Regions from separate parts of the Macaca mulatta genome. Here region 2 is linked to region 1. A link is a contact called in public Hi-C data. All regions are on one chromosome and are shown on one strand. The core of a region is the stretch at or near the end of the contact, and the rest is flanking DNA. Distances in the headings are between cores, read along the strand shown.

Region 1 (4,591 bases), core at 1,941-4,440:
AACAATGTAAGAATGTAAGTTAGGTCACAGCAGAAAGGTCATATGCTACTATTTTAAAGCTCTAATGTCCAAATTTAGTGAAGTAAAGGGACTTGACCTAAAGATACAGTTACCATAGTTTATATATGTTCATTCAGATGACAATTTTTTTCACGTAATCTCTAAAAAATCCCCCAAGCATCCTTAGGTTAGAGAAAGAGGGCTCCTGGTTTTAAAAAAGTACTTACTTAAATTTATATACTTCAGACAATGGGGTTTAATGTATAGAATTAGTGTCTTGCCTGAGAATGGTCAGAAACCTTTGTCTCTGCATGGGCTAAGTTAGTTAAAGAATGAACTTTCTTTCCATATCTCCAAATTGAGGGACTGCCTGAAGATGATCTTTAAAATTCTTCTCAACTCCAAAATCCGGTCACCAAAATAGAGTATTTTATTTAAATATGGAGAAAAAAGACCTTGTTTTGGCTGTTATTTTCTCAGTCTTTATGTAATGTTCTACAATATTGGCCATATTTGGTGGCGGGTTGGGGAGACGAGTTTATTTCCCATTCATCCTGGCCCAACTAATTTTAGACCCTAATAAGAAAACACCATGTTTAATTTGTAACACCTATGTCTGGTCCAGAAATACTGTAAAGCCCAAATTCAGCTGAGGCTCCACTGAAAGGAAAAGCAAAAGAAAAGAAGTACATACATTTTATACAAATGAAAACGCACTGACTTTTTACCTTTCATGACACTTTCATCTCTGCTGTTTCTCATCTATGCTGCTACTCATAATTTTGTGTAAATTTAAAAACTTTTCTCCTGTTTTCTGCTTAGGTTCTTATTGTGAAAGAAAGTATACATACCACAGAACTACTTTCCAAAAGTTTCATGTGACCATCAACAATGTTACTTATCAAGCTCTAAATTTCTGGAATGATGTTGACCAGTAGCAGGCTTTCTAAAAATGCCTTCTAGATCACATCTACCTTTGTGACAGTATCGCTAAATAAGTTGTATCAAGAGGAACATGCCAGTATGTTTCACAAAGTTAACTGAACCTAGCATTTACTGTTGCTATAGAAACAAACTACCATAGCTGATTTTAAAAGGTTGGTATAGAATCAATTGGGCAGACATGAATGGTTCAAATTAAGCAACTGCCATCCTCTAGTCATTAAGAATTCAAGACTATAATGAATGAAACTCTCCTCTGATCCAATAATGGGTTAATCCTTTCTTAATATCAAATATCTTCCAGTAGAACTCAGCAGAGTTCTGGCTGTGAACAGTTTATGCCTTAACGTTTTGAGTGACAATACTGTACTTGAATACTTGAATTCCTGTCTCTTTTATGAATGAGTCATCACTAATCCTCAAATGAACTATTCATTATAATAAATATTGTCCAGATGTTATAATACTTTACTGGTGGATTAATAGGTTTCCCCCAAACCTTTTACCTTATGCTCTAATCATTTACAGGCATTTTGCGGATGAAAGCTTCAATGCTCTGGGAAGAACTAACTAGAGAACTAACTGCCTTACAGAAAGCCATTGGGAGGAAACGTCTATAAATCTGAAAACAAGAACAAATTTTAAAAGTTGTTAAAAAAAAAAAAAAAAAAAGGAGATAAGAGGAAAAGTTCTAGTGCCAGAAATGAGATTAAATGTCTTCTTTTTACAGGATAAAAGTGAAGTGGGAATCTTTACCTTTTTGTTTTAAAAGGTATACAATTTTGATAATGGGAAGGCCAACAGATTTTACAAAGACTGTGAAAAGCAAATTATCTGAGTACGAATCACGTTTACTAAATGAGACACAGAAAAGGTGCAGCAAAAATGGGCTCATGACTAATTTTCTCAAGTCTAGAATATTACTAACCTCCACCTAGACCGAAATCATGTGAAGCCAGAGGCCAGCTAGCTATAATCAGAAAGGCACTGTGTAGCCGTTTTGTATACCTGGACCCGGAGCGGCAAATAATCTTCACAGAGATCATCCCACAGCTCCTGCAGGTCTGAAAGCTCCAAGGGGTAACTCACAGGTGTCTTGTAAAGGGGTTTCAAAGACCTGTTAAGGAACCCGGAACTAACTCCATCTGTCATGCTATGGCCAGGCTTGGCTCCAGGTGGGCTGGATTTCACTGGAATCGGAAGCCTGCTCCCTCGGGGGCTCTGGATGGGCTTATAATCAAGACCTTTAATCATGCTAAGAGCTAACTCCAGCTTGTGATTACACCCATGCGGCGGAGCCTGATCATCTGAACAACAGTCACACTTTCCAAGTTCCTTTGCACTTCTCTCAGTCTCCTCATCTTTCTGTTGTGGAGGGCTAGCGTGGACGCTTGCATCCAAAGATTCCACAGAGGAACCCGGCGTCTCTTCCTCCATGCTTTCTCCATCTGGGGGTACCTTTGTGCTTGCTAAGTCGGGTGGCCCAACCTCAGACAACGCTGGTTCTTCAGTGCAAATGCTGGTCGACCACCTGCTAGAAGGGCCACAGGAGATACTTCTGGCCACCTTTCGAGGTACCTTACAAATGGCTTCATAGTCAGAATCAGCAACCCGCAAAGCTGCACAACCACGGCATCTCCTGGGTCGGTTTCCAGGGCCTTCCGAACCATGGCAACTGTGTGGCTCCTGGATCTGATCCTCATTCTCCACCCAGCACTCAAACCCTGAATAGGCGAAGTCCTCCTGGAGCAGTGCAGAGTATCTCGCATCAGGTAAGACAGACATGTCAACCGTCCCATTCCCCGCCTTGACCTCCGGGCCAGAGTCATCGTTATTCTTCCGATACATACTGGCAATGCAGAACTTGAGGCGATCTTTCTCCAGTAGCAGCTTTTGCAAGCGCTCAATAGAAAGAGCTTCGATCCGGGCAATAACCGTGTCGAATCGATAGATTCGATCAAGCATGAAAGCACACTTGCTGCAAGCGAACTCGGCTTTGCCATCGCGGGGGACATCCTTGCCCAGGACGTGCGAAAGCAGAACCTGGAGGTTCAGCTTGGACGCTGTGTGGAAGATCCAGCGCCGCTGGTTTCCACACAGCTCTCGGGCACAGATCCTGCAAATCTCCTTCATCTTCCCTCCTAGCGGGTGCCAAGCTTCCTGAGGCGGCGGCGGCGGCGGCTACTGGATGACCACTCAATGGCTCTTCGCCGCGCTCTGTCTCCCGCCTCAGTGGTCTCCAGTCAGCATGGCACAGCCCAGTGGGGTCCTCACTCTGCAGGGGTGCACCCCTACCCCGTGCGCCGGCTCCGGGTACCACAGCCGTCAGCCCCGCCCCTTGGGCAGGGGGCGGGCGTGGAAACGTCTAAGAGGATGCTGAGTGACAGAGGCGCAGGCCGCGCTCCGACCCTGCCATGTCTCTCCCCAGCTGTCTCTCCCGCCAGCCGCCGCGTCCTCAACGTCCTACCCTTTTAACAGACTGGGCTCCCGGAGCAGCAGCGGCCGGCCGCGCAGACTCAAAGGCTCGGGGATTGAGGATCAGATTTCAAGATGGCGCCAGCGGCTCCACGTCTGCGGCTTCCACAAGGCTCCTCTGGGAGCTGTAGTCCGCTCAGCGGGCTCCCGGCTCTGCGCATGCGGGGTGGCCAGCACGCCCCTCGCCCCCACTCCGGTTGCGCACCTGGCTCACTGGGAGTGCAGAGCAGAAAGCACTACTGGCGCGGACCACAGCCAGCCGCTTTTATCTGCTAAGAGCTCACCTGAAAGGCGCACCAGTGCCCTCAAGGATCCTCCCGCCTCTGCAGGATGTCCCGAGGCTCCTCCTCGCGGGGAGGAGAAGGCCGAATCCCCTCCCCCTGGATCCTCGGACAGTGCCACGTCCTCCGGCTGCCAGCCGGGCAGCGCCGCTAGGTACCGCTGCGCGCCGCCGCCGCCTCCAGCCAGCAGCCCCACCTCTCCCGGCCTCGCCCCGCCTGGGTTCTAAGGCCCTGAGACTGCGAGGCGGGCGGGGGAAGGCTTGGTAACGGAGGGGCGGGTGGGGCGGGGCCGTGCAACCCTTACCTCGACTCTGAACCGGAATGTCCAGAAAAGAGTAGAGGACTGTTTCTTCCTTGATGTGGGTGGGGGAGGGTTAGCACCCTTGGGGGACTTTGCCCTACTTTCGGTAAAAAAGAGCACTGAGCAGTCACCTGAGAAAGCGTCCTGCAAATACAATGTGAATCTGGTTAACCAAGATCTTGAAGATAGTAGAAGGGAAATGTGCTTTTTCAAGGATGCAGCCAGCCGCGAGTAGATTACCGCCACTGAAGTCTCTCCCTCAGGTAGAGGGCATTCATTATTTTAGGGCAGGGGAGGGTAGACAAACACTAGCGCAAAAGACGGAGCTCCTTTCGGCAAGAGCTGGAGTGTCTGGGAATGCAGCTCGCGCCAGAAAGGACTGGGAACTTCGCTGACTTCGGTGAGAACCCTGTCTTACTCAGCACTGTACAGTGGTAGGTCCTCCACCCTTGGGTCTAAAACTTGGATTGCACACAAAGAGGAGGGAAGCTAGAGCCCTGACTAGGTGGGATGCAGGTACCTCCGGCCATTTTTTTTTTTTGAGTGCAGTGGCGCGATCTCGGCTCACTGCAACCTTCGCCTCCCGGGCTCA
Region 2 (4,412 bases), core at 755-3,254, 160 kb after region 1:
ACAAGGATTCACTTCCATTTCACTTTCTGTCTCTGTTAATAGTACAATTGTATATTTTTTTTGTCTTATTTATTCTAGTCCTTCATCTTTAATGTGGAGTCAATCACTAGGTCTTACTGGGTTTTGGTCTCAAAAGTCTATCGTTAAATAATATTAGTTTTCTTAGTAGCATAATTCACAATTGCAAAGATGTGGAACCAACCTAAGTGCCCGTCAACTAATGAGCGGATAAAGAAAATGTGATACACACACACACACACACACACACACACACACACACACACCATGGAATACTACCCAGCCATAAAAAAGAATGAAATAATGTCTTTGCAGTAACTTGGATGGAGCTGGAGGCCATTATGCTAAGTGAAGTAACTGAGGAGTGGAAAACCAAAAATCATATGTTCTCACTTAAGTGGGAGCTAAGCTTTGAGTACACAAAGGTATACAGAGTGATATAATGGACTTTAGAGACTTAGAAGGGGGAGGGTGTGAAGGGACCTAGGGATAAAAAACTACTTTTTAAGTATAATGTACGCAACTCGGGTGATGGGTGCACTAAAATCTCAGCATTCACCACTATATAATTCATCTATGTAACAAAAACCCACTTGTAACCCTAAAGCTCTTGAAATAAAAATCTTTTTAATAAAGAAAATGCCACACAAAAAGAATATTAGTTTTCTTCTAATGCTGAAGGCCAATATAAAAGGTAACAAAAGTCTGAGCTCTTTAGTTAATGGGTACAAGTTAAGACAGAATCACATCAGGATCTGAAGTTGAACCTGAGCTCAAATCCTGTTCCCATCACTGTGAGCTCTCTGAGGCTTTCCTCTCAACTACAAACTGGAGATACAATACTAAACAAGCTTACTGGGTTGCTTAATTAATATCTAGAATATACTTAACAGTGTTTCTATTAATGTGAGAACTAACTGTAAGCACTTAGTAAAGAGTAGTCATTATTAAGTAATGATAAATAAAAGCATTTGTATGATTCTTGTTTTAGCTTATGAAACCCTTGCACCTAGATTTTCTCATCTAATATTCATTAAAACCCTGAAAGGCCGATAATATCCCCACTGTAGAGATGGGGACACCAAAGAACAAAGAGATGGGAACACCTAGATATATAAGAGATCCTAGCTTTTTTTTTTTTTTTTTCTCTGTCACCCGGGCTGGAGTGCAGTGGGGCAACCTCGGCTCACTGCAAGCTCCGCCTCCCGGATTTACCCCATTCAACTGCCTCAGCCTCCCGAGTAGCTGGGACCACAAATGCCCGCCACCGCGCCCGACTAATTTTTGTATTTTTAATGGAGACGGGGTTTCATCCTGTTAGCCAGGATGGTCTTGATCTCCTGACCTCGTGATCTGCCCGCCTCGGCCTCCCAAAGTGCTGGGATTACAGGCGTGAGCCACCGCGCCTGGCCTGATCCTAGCTTTTTGTAGGCTGACTGACCTAGGTGGTAAAAGATGTCCTGTACTTGTTCATTTATTCACACATACAACAAATATTTATTGACTTCTTACCATAAACTATTTAAGGAGCCTGGTGGGGATGCCGCATAAACAAACAAGCAAAAATAGACAAAAATCTTTGTCCAGAAATACATATAGAAAATTTTATAGAATATATAACATAGAAAATAGAAAAAAATATGAAACTAGCCTAATTTTCAGGGTTTTCATTTTTTTTACATACCTTTCATGGTTAACGGTTAATGGTTAATGGGGAGTACCCATTAACTCCCACCCTCCTTCCCAGCTCTCTCCCAAGACTTAGTTTCAAGAACTAGAAAATTCTGATTCAGCTTGGGTGCAATGCCCCTCAAAGGGCGAGGCTTATTCGAAGCCCCAAATTCAGAAAAGCCGGCCAGACCTTGGAAGTTTAAGAAGGTGGAAGGCAGATCGCGGAACCAGTGTTCTGATGGTTGTGGTTCTCTGAGGGAAGCCAATTCTGGGGACCGGTAGTGGAAAGCTCTTGCGCTGTTTCCGGCCACCTCAGCGGGAAGCGGAGACGCAAGCAGCTGGATCTCCGGTAACTGAGACATAGGGAATAACTGTTGTCGCGGCGGAGGAAGTGAGGACGACACCAACGGCCTTCCGGGCCAGTGTTGGATCCCTGTAATTTGTGAAGATGGTGTTGCTAACAATGATCGCCCGAGTGGCGGACGGGCTCCCGCTGGCCGCCTCGATGCAGGAGGACGAACAGGTGAGCTGCTTACTAGATCCCCGCGACCCCAAGTCTGCCAGCGCGCTTTGCCCTCAGCATCGCATTCCTTCCTAGGGCCGAGAGACCTCTGTGACTTCTCGGGCACTCCCGACCTCTCTGAAGTGCTATTTTATCTTTTGGTGTGGGAGAGACTACCGGTGAGAGGAATCTTTCCTGAAGGAGTTGTTCAGATTTTTGTGTTACCTGTTTCTCTTTAGAAAAACGCTCTGGAGAAGTGATAGCTTTGGTTGATTGTGATCACCCAGTGTTCTTTGACTCTTTAGGGACTGTTAAAAATCAGGATTTCTAATTTTCTGCTGCTAATAGGACTGCTGACGGATAAATCCTGGGACAAATCAGCCAAGTTCTTCAACTCTATAACGTAGCACCTGATCCTTGACCTAGCTTGCTGACGTCTTTTGAAAGTGGGTGAGGTAATATTGCCACATAAAAGCACTTGTTAAAGTTCAGTACAGCACATTCTTTCAGGATTATTCCCAGTTCCCACCTTCTCCAATACGCCGTACCACATTCCTGCAATACATTGTAACTTATTTTTTTGTCTTTCAATAACTTGAGTTTCCTAGCGGGCAAACGACGGATCTTAATCATCTCTGTTATTCATACCTTTTACAATGGCTGCTTTATGCTAGTAGGTGCTCAAAAATATATTGAATTGATTAAAAACAGCAATAACTCCAGGCGTCTTAAAAGAAAGCTGTTTTGTGTTTTAGAATCACAGTGGAAATTTCTGAAGACAAATTTCTGGAGCAAGCTTGGGAGGTTCTGAAGACAAAACTGACAATGGAATTTATATAATTTGTTTAAAGTGATCAATTTTATTTTACTTTTTCATACAGTCTAAGTAGTGTTTTAAAACCTTGAGCCTTAAAAAAAGATGAGATATAGAAAAAATAGGTTGCACATTTCTTCTATTGGACTTTTCATTCATATATTAATGCAAAAAAAATTTTACTGAGCACATCAAATGTACCAGGCATAGTGTTAATGCAGGGGGTTAGAGTACACAGTCTCTACCTTTGTGGAGCTTACAGTCTAGTGGAAAAATCAGATAACCAATATACTATTAAAATGTAGTTTAACTGCTAAGGAGAAGGAAGAGGGTTTTGTCGAACATGGAAAATGTATCTAAGTTGGTTTTAGGAAATGAGGAAAGTCTTCCCAGAAGGTATGACATTAAGGTAACAGTAGGATCCAGTAGTAAGGAACTATTCTCTTTAGTTATATGCCTTTTTAGGTTTGATTTGGAAATGTATTTACTTTCACTTTTAGGAGAGTGGTGATACAGATAATCAAGTTGCAGGTCATGCTAAGTGAAATATATTCTATTCATTTCATAAAAACAAAGTCTAATCTTTGAAATAAACTGTGAACAATTTAACATACCCTGATTTGCTAATGTGAAATGTTTTTCAGGAATATTCTAGGACCATCCTGCAGAAGGAATGTAATTGTTCCAGTGAACCTAGGAATATGATTTGAACAAAGTAGATAGTGTAGGGAAATATCCTTGAAGGATGTGTAGTTTGACTAAAAAATAGTTTTCCTATAGTGGGTGGGTGTGTGTTGGGAGTAGCAGGGATGGAATCTGGTCAATTTTTAAACTATGGCATTGAATTCCAGTGTGGGCAAAGAATACAAAGTGAACTGGAAAGTCTACTTAATATTAGTGGCCCCTACTCTCTAACGTGATACTTTTTGAAAATTAATTGATTTATTGTTTTTTAATTCTAAATTTGGTATTGATTTCATATTGGTTTATCAAGATGGATGGCTTTGTTTAATTGACAAGGAAAGAAATTTTACACACAAATATTTTTGTGATTGTAGTGCCATAATATTTTCCTTTAGGAGTTTTGACTTTGAATAATAAAGTTTGCCTAAACTTTTAATGTCTGTAAAAATCTGAATCTTAGACTTAATTTACTATTTTAATAGTATACATAACATTTATAAAAGTGCCTACTACATACCAAACACTGTGCTAAGCCTATAAAGTGCATTTTTAAATTTAATCCTCATACTACCATATTAGAATAGGTACTATTAAAATCTCCAATTATAGATAAGGAAGCTCTGAGGTTTAGAGAGGATAGATCGCTTGCCTAAATTCACACAGCTAATAAGTGGCATAATGAAATTTTTCATCAGGGTTTGTCACCTTGGCACTGTTGACATT

Evidence for each region. A called contact is a pair of places that touch in the nucleus more often than the background predicts.
Region 2: a contact with region 1 is called in a Hi-C map of fetal cortex germinal zone, with 2.8 times the contacts expected there. The contact joins the promoter of SEC22B here to the promoter of LOC144338663 in region 1. A contact is called at or near these places in 4 of 14 Hi-C or Micro-C datasets (CD4 T cells, fetal cortex germinal zone, fetal cortical plate and 1 more).

Annotation. Positions count from the first base shown.
Region 1 is chr1:119,948,603-119,953,193 of T2T-MMU8v2.0, forward strand. LOC144338663 reads left to right here and starts at 3,191. Exons shown (of 3, transcript XM_077989052.1): 1 at 3,191-3,266; 2 at 3,324-3,852. The coding sequence starts at 3,191. The region is part of intron 8 of LOC106996441 (myomegalin); the gene reads right to left.
Region 2 is chr1:120,111,422-120,115,833 of T2T-MMU8v2.0, forward strand. It overlaps SEC22B (SEC22 homolog B, vesicle trafficking protein), which reads left to right and starts at 2,005. Exons shown (of 5, transcript NM_001261329.1): 1 at 2,005-2,212. The coding sequence starts at 2,138.